2 separate regions of the Sus scrofa genome follow, and region 2 is linked to region 1. A link is a contact called in public HiChIP or PLAC-seq data. All regions are on one chromosome and are shown on one strand. Each heading gives the region's core, a stretch centred on a gene start, on an enhancer-like site or on the middle of the called end of the contact. The rest is flanking DNA. Distances are from core to core; before and after follow the strand shown. Region 1 has its middle 380 kb from the start of RORA. Region 2 overlaps RORA (nuclear receptor ROR-alpha).

Region 1 (4,752 bases), core at 1,149-3,648:
TACTAAAAATGAAAAGAAAAGGCCTCTTTGACCATCCAAACCATGATACTGAGTCAGTCACAAGAGAGGGTGAAAAATCAGATTGTCTTACATCTTTTCAAAAGCAGTGCTTTTCAATATGAAAACAATGGAGAAACATATTTAGGATACTCAAGAAGATAAGCAGTGAACCAAGGAATTTATACCCAACCAACTCATCTTCATGTATAAAGATTGTAGCAATATGTTGAAGACATACAAGAATTCAGGGAACAGCTAAGGAATACACCCAATGACTGAAGAGACATTGTCATAAGGATTGATGTCTAGCAGTAGTAACAGACTTGTGAAGATAAAATTACACATGCATTCCTCTGCGTTTCTTCTGAAAACAAAAGGCTGGAGTACAAAAGAACCTTTCAAGCAAACCCGAAACATAAGTTCAAGTACAGTCAAGGATAAACCAACGTATTCAACTAGTTCAGGTACTTCATCATTGAAGACAAATTTACCATGACCGACTCTTCTTTAGGGTAACTGTTGGTTGTGTAAGACGAAACTCCAAGTGCCACAATGGAGGAGTAGCCATAGGTCAGTATCTATGAATTGTTAGCTGCACTTCACTTTTATAAAGATCCATTCACAGAACACCTGCAGAGAGTTCCCAGAAGATCTGTATTAACAGGCTATACCCAGAGACATCTTCTGCCAACAACCACCGTAGGCAAACTTTCCCTTAGGTGACTACTTATGGAAGTGGATATTAGCCTCTTCTGAAAGAATAAGAATTTATTCTATAGAATCATGAAAAGTAAGGGCATTGGTACCCTTTGGTTAAGACCCGGACCAGTTATGCAATCAGATTGTTTGGGGCACAGGTGACACATTTAAGGTGTTGTCTACAGAACTGTGAGGAGTTTCTGAGTTTGGAACTTATTCCTCCTGTGAATGCCTACCTGTAATCTGAACACCTGGAGCATACACATGACATTTTGAATTGTGCTACCTGACTTTGCTTTAAAAAGCTACACTCTCCCATTGTGACAATACTTCCAACTGGTTAAGCACATCTAACTTGGAATGAGTGGGATTGAATGACTGCTTCAAGCATAGTATTCTACTTCTTGTCTACATTCTGCCCTAGGCATCCCATTTCCGTTGGAATGACAGTCTGGGGCATTTGAAAAAGTTGTGGTGCCTTGTTGCATGTCATTGGTCCCCTAATCCAAGGGTTGTTGTCATTGCCAGATAGTATTGCTTGTGGAAAGATAGGACACGGTCTTTGAAACTAACGGACTACATTTTGCTGAATAACTTTTTCCTTGTTTTATTTACCCCCAATAAGGATAATTTTGAAATACTCTAAAAATAATTATATTGGATACAACTTTCCTTTTGGAACTGAACTGAAATAACCATGTCAAAAGCCAACAAACAGATGGTAAACTTTCTGTTTCTGCTGACTTGGGCTAGATTTTTCTGAAAGCAGATGAGGGGTTTCATGCCCTAAGATCTCAGTGTCTTCCGGTACCTCTCAACTGCAACAGATTCGGGTCATTCACCGAAGACCCATATTTATTTCTAATCTACATAATCTCAGTGTTATTTCACTGTTTAATTACTGTAAATGACTGACACCAGGAGTGCTGAAACATGAACCTGAATCTATGGAAAACTCTTAAATTCTGGTGTTAATGAGCCCAACATCATTTCTGATTTTTTTCTCAGACTTTGTTTCTGTTTCATGGTGTTGGGTCCTGTAAGCTCTTAGTGTTTGTTTTCCTGGATGATTTCAGAACCATATACTGCTTATAAGGTAAGCTAAAAGTCTGTCAGGTCTGTATGCTTGTGGCTTCAGTTTTCGTAGTTCCTGGGCAGACCAGAGGTAGTTCATGACATCCTTTCTGATTCTTTCTTTCCATCCTGATGTTGGCTCTTTCTCTCAGGGCTACTGTCCCTCCGCAACTCAACATCATTGATTTAAGACATTCTGTTCGGTGTTTGCTAGACAGGTTCATGTTTCTATCGTAATCCTTGTTCTGACTATCTTGTATATGATGGGATGATAGATCCCTCCTTTTTATTTTGAAGATGAGGAAGACTCAAGTTTGTTAAGGTGGTAACTTGCAGAGTCAAGACTGGAGTATGGAGGCTTTGAAACCAAAGCATCTGATGGTGGCTCCTGAGAGCAACATTTATAAGCAAAGGACAAGCTCTTCCTCATGACCTATTTGTTTTCATTCCCCCACCCCACACCCACTGGGGATTGACCTTCACTGTTCTCTTCACAGCCTCAATCCTATCGGTCCTTAAAACTCCAATAATAGCTTAGTCTCTGCCATAAGCCTTTCCACCTCCTCGTCTCTCTCCCTCTTTCTGTGTGTGCGTGTGTCTCTCTCTTTCATACTTAAATCTTTTACTTCAGCCCCAGTCTCATGATCTCCTCCTCAGCCATCCTCTGGTTTGAGGGGAGGGGCAGGGAACATGATGCTGGCTGTCTGGATTGACTTGCCCAAGTCTTAGGAACGCCCCATGTCTGTTTCCACACCCCTAGTCCAAGCCCAGCAGACCCCAGAAAGAATGGCTCAGATGCCAATGGGAGTTCCCGTTCCTCCCAGTAGAGTCCCAGCTTCCAGAAACTGGATGAAACTGGGCAGGAACAACCCCTTACACCCTCGACCTTAGACCCACAAAGTTTGCTACTTTGTAGGAAATGCTCTCCTGCCTTCAAGTGTTGTGCTCTAAAAAGTCAGAGAGGGTTGCAAGAAGCCCTACTTAACCCGCACAGACCGCTTGTCTCGGTGCCGTTTCGCTGAGCCCTTGGTTATTTTTACTCTCTCCAAGCTTCTTCCCATTCTTCAGGTGCTGGGCGAAGTGGCGTTCATTTGGCTTTGCTTCTGACACAAGATAAACGAGCTTGGGGCCCTCGGCGATTCACTCTGGCTGCCAGGGGGTTCCAAAATAGCAAACTATTTTTCATAACAGCAACGTGATATGAAGGGAGATGCAGCAGGTGCATTCAGATTCCCCATCGCTGTCTGGGGCGCGTGGTGGAGGGAGAGGATTCATTAAAGTTTGTGCTTGTGTCCAGGAAAAAGAAGGGCCCCCTCTCACAGTGGCCATTTCCCTTTGGCTGGGTCAAGGTCTCGCCTCCTGAAGGCGTATCTCGTCCTTGGCCAAGGTGGAAGTGGAATAAAACAGCAGCCCGGGCACCCCCCAAAGAGTTCTGTGCCTTTTTTTTCCCCTTTCCTTGTAGCAAGATAAGGTTACGGATGTGAATATCTACTGAGCATTTTTTTTTAACATGATCTTGTGTGTTAAGCAAAAGAGCAAGATTTCTTAAAAGTTTCAAATATTTGACATTTTAGTTCATTAAATGTGCGGTCATTTCAGAAAGTTTAAAGGGTAAATTTCTTTTCTGTTCTCCCTGTTTCCACCGATGTAAAGGTGAAAGATCAAACTGACATCGCCTCAGTGAGCTTCTCTCTCATGCTCTCAACTCATTAGAAAAAAGCTTCTACTTTCACAGCACTAGTCAGTAATAAAAAGTTGGTCCCCAGACCTCCATCTAATGCTTTCCCCTTATCCCCCATCATGAATTATGCACATGTTTTTAGGGTGGAAATTATAATAAAGCAAAGAGTATTTTAATTTCTATTTGCATGTACTGTGAGTTTCTTTTTGATGTTTCTCCCCTCATCAAGTTAATAGATCTTCCTGCTTGGAAATGAACTAAAAATAAATTGAAGTATATGTTAGAATAATAATAATAATAGGAGCTTTCCAAAATTGAAGTGAGGCTAGGGGACACATTTTTTGGTAGAAATGTCCAGAGTCAGGGCCAGAGCACAAGCAAGCAAGTACTATAAGCACTAGCTACGTGCTAGTGAGCTGTAATTGAGTGTGGAAGGCACTGCATTCTGTCTTATAATACATCTTAATTTAAACATTTCTTTTCCCAGGGGACCACTGGGTATGTGGTGCATGAATAAATAAATGCCATGACTTATTTTGAAGGTCCCAATCATAATACAATTATATGCATTGCAAATTTTCATATGCTACTTTTAGTTTCTAGGCTTTTTTTTTAAATTATTAAACTGAATTGCACGAAGAGTTTTATAAACCTCAACCCAGCCACAAAAATGGAGTCAGAGAGATTAGTCGAACTGGACAGCAGAATCTCCTCCATTGTAAGCTTCCTTCCATCAGAGAAATAGGGACTGCATTTTACATGATGTTATACTAATTACTGGCTTGGCTCAGTCAGGCCGAGAAAGATTGGGCAGAGAAAGAGAAAGTTGTGACTCTCTCTTATTGTCTTGTCTTGCTGGATTTTAGAGACCATTTCTCTTCTCAAATCAGCAGTAGCTCCTGATCCTACCAGAGAAAAATAATACATTTTTCCTCCTTAAGTACAGCATTTTCTTTCTTCAGGTCACTAAGATCCATTTGCTAAATAACTCTTGAAGTCTAAAAAATTGTCTCTGAGTAGCCAGAAGAGGTGAATTCAACCTTGCAAATAGTTCTCTAAAATCATCATCCTCCTGAAAAGCCTTTTCTCTTTACACAGTGTGGATAAGTCCTAGCCACATGGGGAAATTTGCCATCTGCTAGTCTCCTTTTCCTATCTCTGATCTCTCTCTCTCTCTCTCATTTTTATTAAAAAAATGAGGGATGAAGGATAACAGGTTAAGAACATTGGCTTGAAATTATATGGGCCAAGGTTTAAGTCCTGTATTTTCTACTCCCTGCCAGCTGTGTTACCCTCAG
Region 2 (4,752 bases), core at 633-3,132, 540 kb after region 1:
GAGCCGTCAGGCGCCACCCGCGACTGCCAGCCTCAGCTTTTGCAGCAATTCCACACCTTTTTGAGAGGGGTGCTTTTGTGGTCTGAGATGCTGGCTTCATGTGGAAAGCTAAAAAGGAAGGTTTTGTTTAGCTGGGAGCACTGAAGATATGGGGCACTGTAGGAGTCAGGAGTCTGTGATTCTGCATGGCCCCTTGGGCCACTTACTCACCTTCTCTCCTCCCTTTCCGCACTGGCCAAATGGGTTGGGTTAGAATTCAGGTGCATTCGGGGAACTGCATTCCATCTCTTGGGATAGAACATGATGGGGGATGATAAGAGAAAAAGAATGTATACACATGTATGACTGGGTCACTTTGCTATACAGCAGAAATTCACACAACATTGTAAATCAACTATAAAAAATACAAAATACAAAAAAAAAGAATTCAGGTGCTTTTTAAGCTTGCTAATGATGATACTTTCTGACTCTTTTGATTCATTATTCAACTGACTAAGCAAATTATTTGAAATAATTTGTTTTTGTTTTTGTCTTTTCATAATAATTTGTATTGAAGCTTTTCTCTCATGTGTCTAGAACATCCCAGCCAAAATGAACCTAGAGAAATAATTGGTGGAGCTTTATTTTAGCATTTAAAAAAATAGCTGGGTGTAACTCTTTTTTGGAAAGAGAACCCTCTTGGCCTTGGCCCTTCAGTCACAAGGGGGAGCTGGAAAGACCTCTGTAACTACTGAGATGCACAGCACTTGACAGAATTCTTTCATGTGTGACCATCACAGCAGATCTCTGATGGAACTGTGCAGTATCCCCATGTTGTGGAAATGATGAGGAAATGGTACAGCTGAAATCTAAATAGGAGTCTTCTGGCTCCCAATTTTCTAGAATATTAGTTACTATTCCCAGGGCTAATTCTAAGTAATTATGGATTATAAATCCTGGTTATCTTACTAATCAGGTAGGTTTTTAGCAATTACAATGGTATCCACTCAGTTTCCTTTAAAAAATAAAATAGGAGTTCCCATCGTGGCGCAGTGGTTAACGAATCCGACTAGGAACCATGAAGTTGAGGGTTCGATCCCTGGCCTCGCTCAGTGGGTTAAGGATTCAGCATTGCTGTGAGCTGTGGTGTAGGTCGCAGACATGGCTCGGATCTCATGTTGCTGTGGCTCTGGCGTAGGCCTGCAGCTACAGCTCTGATTCGACCCCCAGCTTGGGAACCTTTATATGCCATGGGAGCAGCCCAAGAAATGCCAAAAAAGACCAAAAAAATTTTTTTTTAAATTAAAAAATAAAAAATAAAATATAGCTAAGAAAGGTATATACACTGAGAAATTATTGAACAGAATCAGTTCAATATTTAGTATCTACAAATATTTAAATATATTTTTTTGGTCCTGAACTTGTAAATAATTTGAAAAATGACTCACACTCCTGCCTTTTTGTTATAGGCTGTATCTAGTTCATTTCCTTTTTCCAAATATAAACCCCTAAAGGTTAGGAGTATTCTTATTTTTAAGGCAATATGGAACAGACAAAGTTAGCCTTTTCAGGTATTTTCATGTCGTCAGGGAAGCTCACCAAGGGAGTGAGGATAAGATGGCCCATTGCCCTTGGGCCTTTAGAAAACATCTCATGGGGGTAACTGCTTTGATTCCCAGCCATGCAGGAGGTAACAGATGTGAGGCTCTCCATGGTGCTTGCCAGAAATATGTATGTAGTGGGGGACAGAACAAGGTCCTTTGAAGATTGGAGAATTCGCTGCCTCTGTGTTCACTTTATTGCTTTCTTCCTGTGCAAAACGTCTCTGGACCCAGAGGGACAGGCACCAGCCAGACAGTGAGGCAAATGACAAGTTGACAAAATGGTTGTAATTCTAGAAGCTGCAGTCCCATCCCAGGCTCTTTATGCTGGGGGTGGGGCTGAAACCAAAGTCTGAAACAGCTCACGGAAGAGCAGGAAGATACTGTTACTAATGGTTGGACTGACCTGAATTCTTGCCATGTTTGTTTACGCCTGATGTTGGCATAAACATTTGAACTGCATCCGCATTAACGCCCCTATCTATCAACGGCAGACTTATTAATTGAAAGTTGGCCAAACTTCGCAACGTACACTCGACCCACTGTGAGTAGGATGGGGAGCTGATGGCATGGTAGAAGGCCCTCAAAGTGACACCATAACCATCTCTGCTTATCCAGAGATGTAATGACACCGGGCACAAGACAGGACAGCAGAATTTGATGCCACATTGGAGCCATGTACTTTCTATTAAGGGCAGGTTTATGCAGTTTTAGACATGGTAGCTATTTGTGTTCATTCATTCATCTTCTAAAAGCAATGGTTACCGAGCACCTGCTCCTGTCCATTATTGAACTAGGAGCTTGGGAGAGAGCCCAGCGTGTGGTTCTGCCCTCCAGTCTCATACAGTCTAGTAGGGGGTGTAGACAAGCACATGGGGACTCGCAAAGGCCAGTGACAGCTGCTGAGATATGGGAAAGCTTAGCTGCTTTGACAGCATCTGGGGTGACTCAGCCTTCCTGTGGCGGAGTGGGAGTTTCAGGGAGAGATGGGAAGGGAGGATCAAGTTGGGCTGAAGGATGAATGGAGGTGAACCAAGGGAGGTTTGCACAGGGTTCAGAGGTAGGAATGTGGAAGTTGGACCAGGTGAAGGAGTTCCCAGCCCTGGGGAAGTAGGAGAGGGAAGCTCTCAGGAGCCAGTGGCTTCCTGAGCTGCCTGCGATGGGCCGGGGTCAGCCAGCTCCCTCCTAGTCAGCTATGTGCTGCCCTTGACCTGACTACGTGCTGGTCACATACTGGCTTCTTTCTGCCCTGTTACAAATACTGTTGTCTCCATTGGCAGATGTGGAAACTGAATCTTCAAGCGGTTAGATAACTGGCGTGCAGTTGCACAGTAAATAAAGCACCAGAGCCAGGTTTCAGGCCAAGTCTGATTCAGAACATGAGCTCCTCAGCACCTCCATCCAGAAGTTCCCTAGCCAGAAAGAGGGAAGCTTGTGCAACCCAAAAAGCCAGTCAATGTTGTCTGGGTATCTCCCAGCCCCAGCGCCCGGCCAGCTCTTTGAGGATGTGGATCCAGGTTATCTTTCAAGTAGCCCTCCCGTCCCAGTGACAGGGCACACCCATACATAATGCTTTCTCAACCAGTGCTTGCTAACTGAAGTGTTTCTCTACCTCTGCTTCCCCTTCCTGTCCTTCTTGTAAGAATTTGGAAGGGATTCAACAACAACATTTGGACTTTGGCATTTTTTACATGGCTCTTCTGAAAATGGGTAGATGACTCAGTAGAAGATGAGCTAGTTGACGTATGAGAAACGGAGCTACTGTTAAGAGACCCTTGAAGTCTTCGTATGCTGCTTGGTTTTGTGAGTGGGATTATAATTGCTCGAGAGGGAGAGAATGTATGCTGCCACCATGGAATGAAATGTCAGGGAAAGAGTTAAACAAACTAGATGAACAAGGTAGAATTGCATCTAAGATCTGGTAATGAAATAAGCTGCTTACAGCTCTTAAATTGATCTATTAATAAGTTTCTATGTTACCGCTTTTAAAAAAAGTGAATACCTTCTACGTGAGAATTTGAAGACACTGTCTAAATGAATTGTTGGCATCATTCCTGATACTTAGGGTCCATAAGCCCTTCAAGGTTATAGTCATAGAGCAGTCCTGGATTAGCATTAGTATTTCTTTTGTATTAGGAGGATAATGGTAATAAATTTGCAACCAATTAGTAAGGGGATCTTGGACAAGTGGGGTCAAGCAGGCAGGGTGGGCTTTCTAATTTAATTTCCTGTGCCTACTGCCTAGGGAAGTGTTACTCAGTCACATGGACTCAGGGTTTTTTGTTTGTTTGTTAGTTAAGAGAGGATTAAAGCTCACCTTTTAGAGTTGTTGGAAATTTAGAAGTAATGTATGAAAAGCCTCAGCTCACTACCCAACATGTAGTAGACGTTTAAGCACTTGATGCTGTAAGATAGATGCATCCACTAATCCTCCTTCAAATTGTCCTGGTGTACATGTGCCCCATTTGTGGCATGGCTTCTGGCCCTAAATAGAGGATAAAAACTTGGACACTGAACTCGGAGAGATGTGGGATGACATCATGAGTTTACTGCTATCACCATGTCTTTTGCAGTTAATGTATTTGCTCTCTGCCTCAATTTCCTTCTCTGTCAAGTGGGATCGTGGTAGCAACTTCTACGAGAGCTCTTGTTGGGACCGAAGGAGAGAAGCTGTTTAAAGCCCTTAATATGGATTCCTTGCAAAGTAAGTTGCTGTAGATGGCAATGATTATCACCTACTTTTGCTATTATTCCAGGGGTAGCTTTACTGGGGAGTGGGAATCGCATGCTTGCTCTCTCCACTGAGGCTTAACTTTGCAAATAGGGTTGCATTTCAGTGTTGCTGAGAATGACATAGCTGTTTAGTGGCGCACAGGAATAGGGTCCCTCATTCCACCCTCCCCTCACAGAGCAGATGTAAGTCAGGTAAGAGGGCCGGCCTGCCTGGGAATACAGAGAAATGGAAGAGCTACCTTGCAGGGTGGTGCAAAAGGCCATTAAGGAAAGAAGAGATGCCTCTGGTTGGAGTGGGTTGGGAGGCTTCAGAGAAGTGCTGGGAATTGATTTTTATTCCATGGACCTGACGGCACAGGGAAGCAAGAAAGCACATTTTTGAAAAGGAGATTTTGGGAGTTCCCATTGTGGCTCAGTGGGTTATGAACCCACCTAGTAT

What was found. HiChIP or PLAC-seq counts read pairs in DNA pulled down with a chosen protein or histone mark.
Region 2: an H3K27ac HiChIP or PLAC-seq map of skeletal muscle shows a contact between it and region 1, with 4 times the contacts expected there. The contact joins two enhancer-like sites. A contact is called at or near these places in 2 of 47 Hi-C or Micro-C datasets (embryonic fibroblasts and skeletal muscle) and 1 of 2 datasets of contacts at active chromatin or transcription factors (skeletal muscle).

The regions. Positions count from the first base shown.
Region 1 is chr1:110,333,898-110,338,649 of Sscrofa11.1, forward strand. No RefSeq gene overlaps it. Among named protein-coding and RNA genes, the nearest start is that of RORA, 380 kb to the right of the region's middle. Within about 2 kb of position 2,399, at least 2 of the 83 cell types and tissues checked have an H3K27ac peak or open chromatin away from gene starts, as enhancers often do. A contact at or near this core is called in skeletal muscle, where this site is marked.
Region 2 is chr1:110,870,904-110,875,655 of Sscrofa11.1, forward strand. All of the region lies in intron 1 of RORA (nuclear receptor ROR-alpha), which reads left to right. Among named protein-coding and RNA genes, the nearest start is that of RORA, 150 kb to the left of the region's middle. Within about 2 kb of position 1,883, at least 1 of the 83 cell types and tissues checked has an H3K27ac peak or open chromatin away from gene starts, as enhancers often do. A contact at or near this core is called in skeletal muscle, where this site is marked.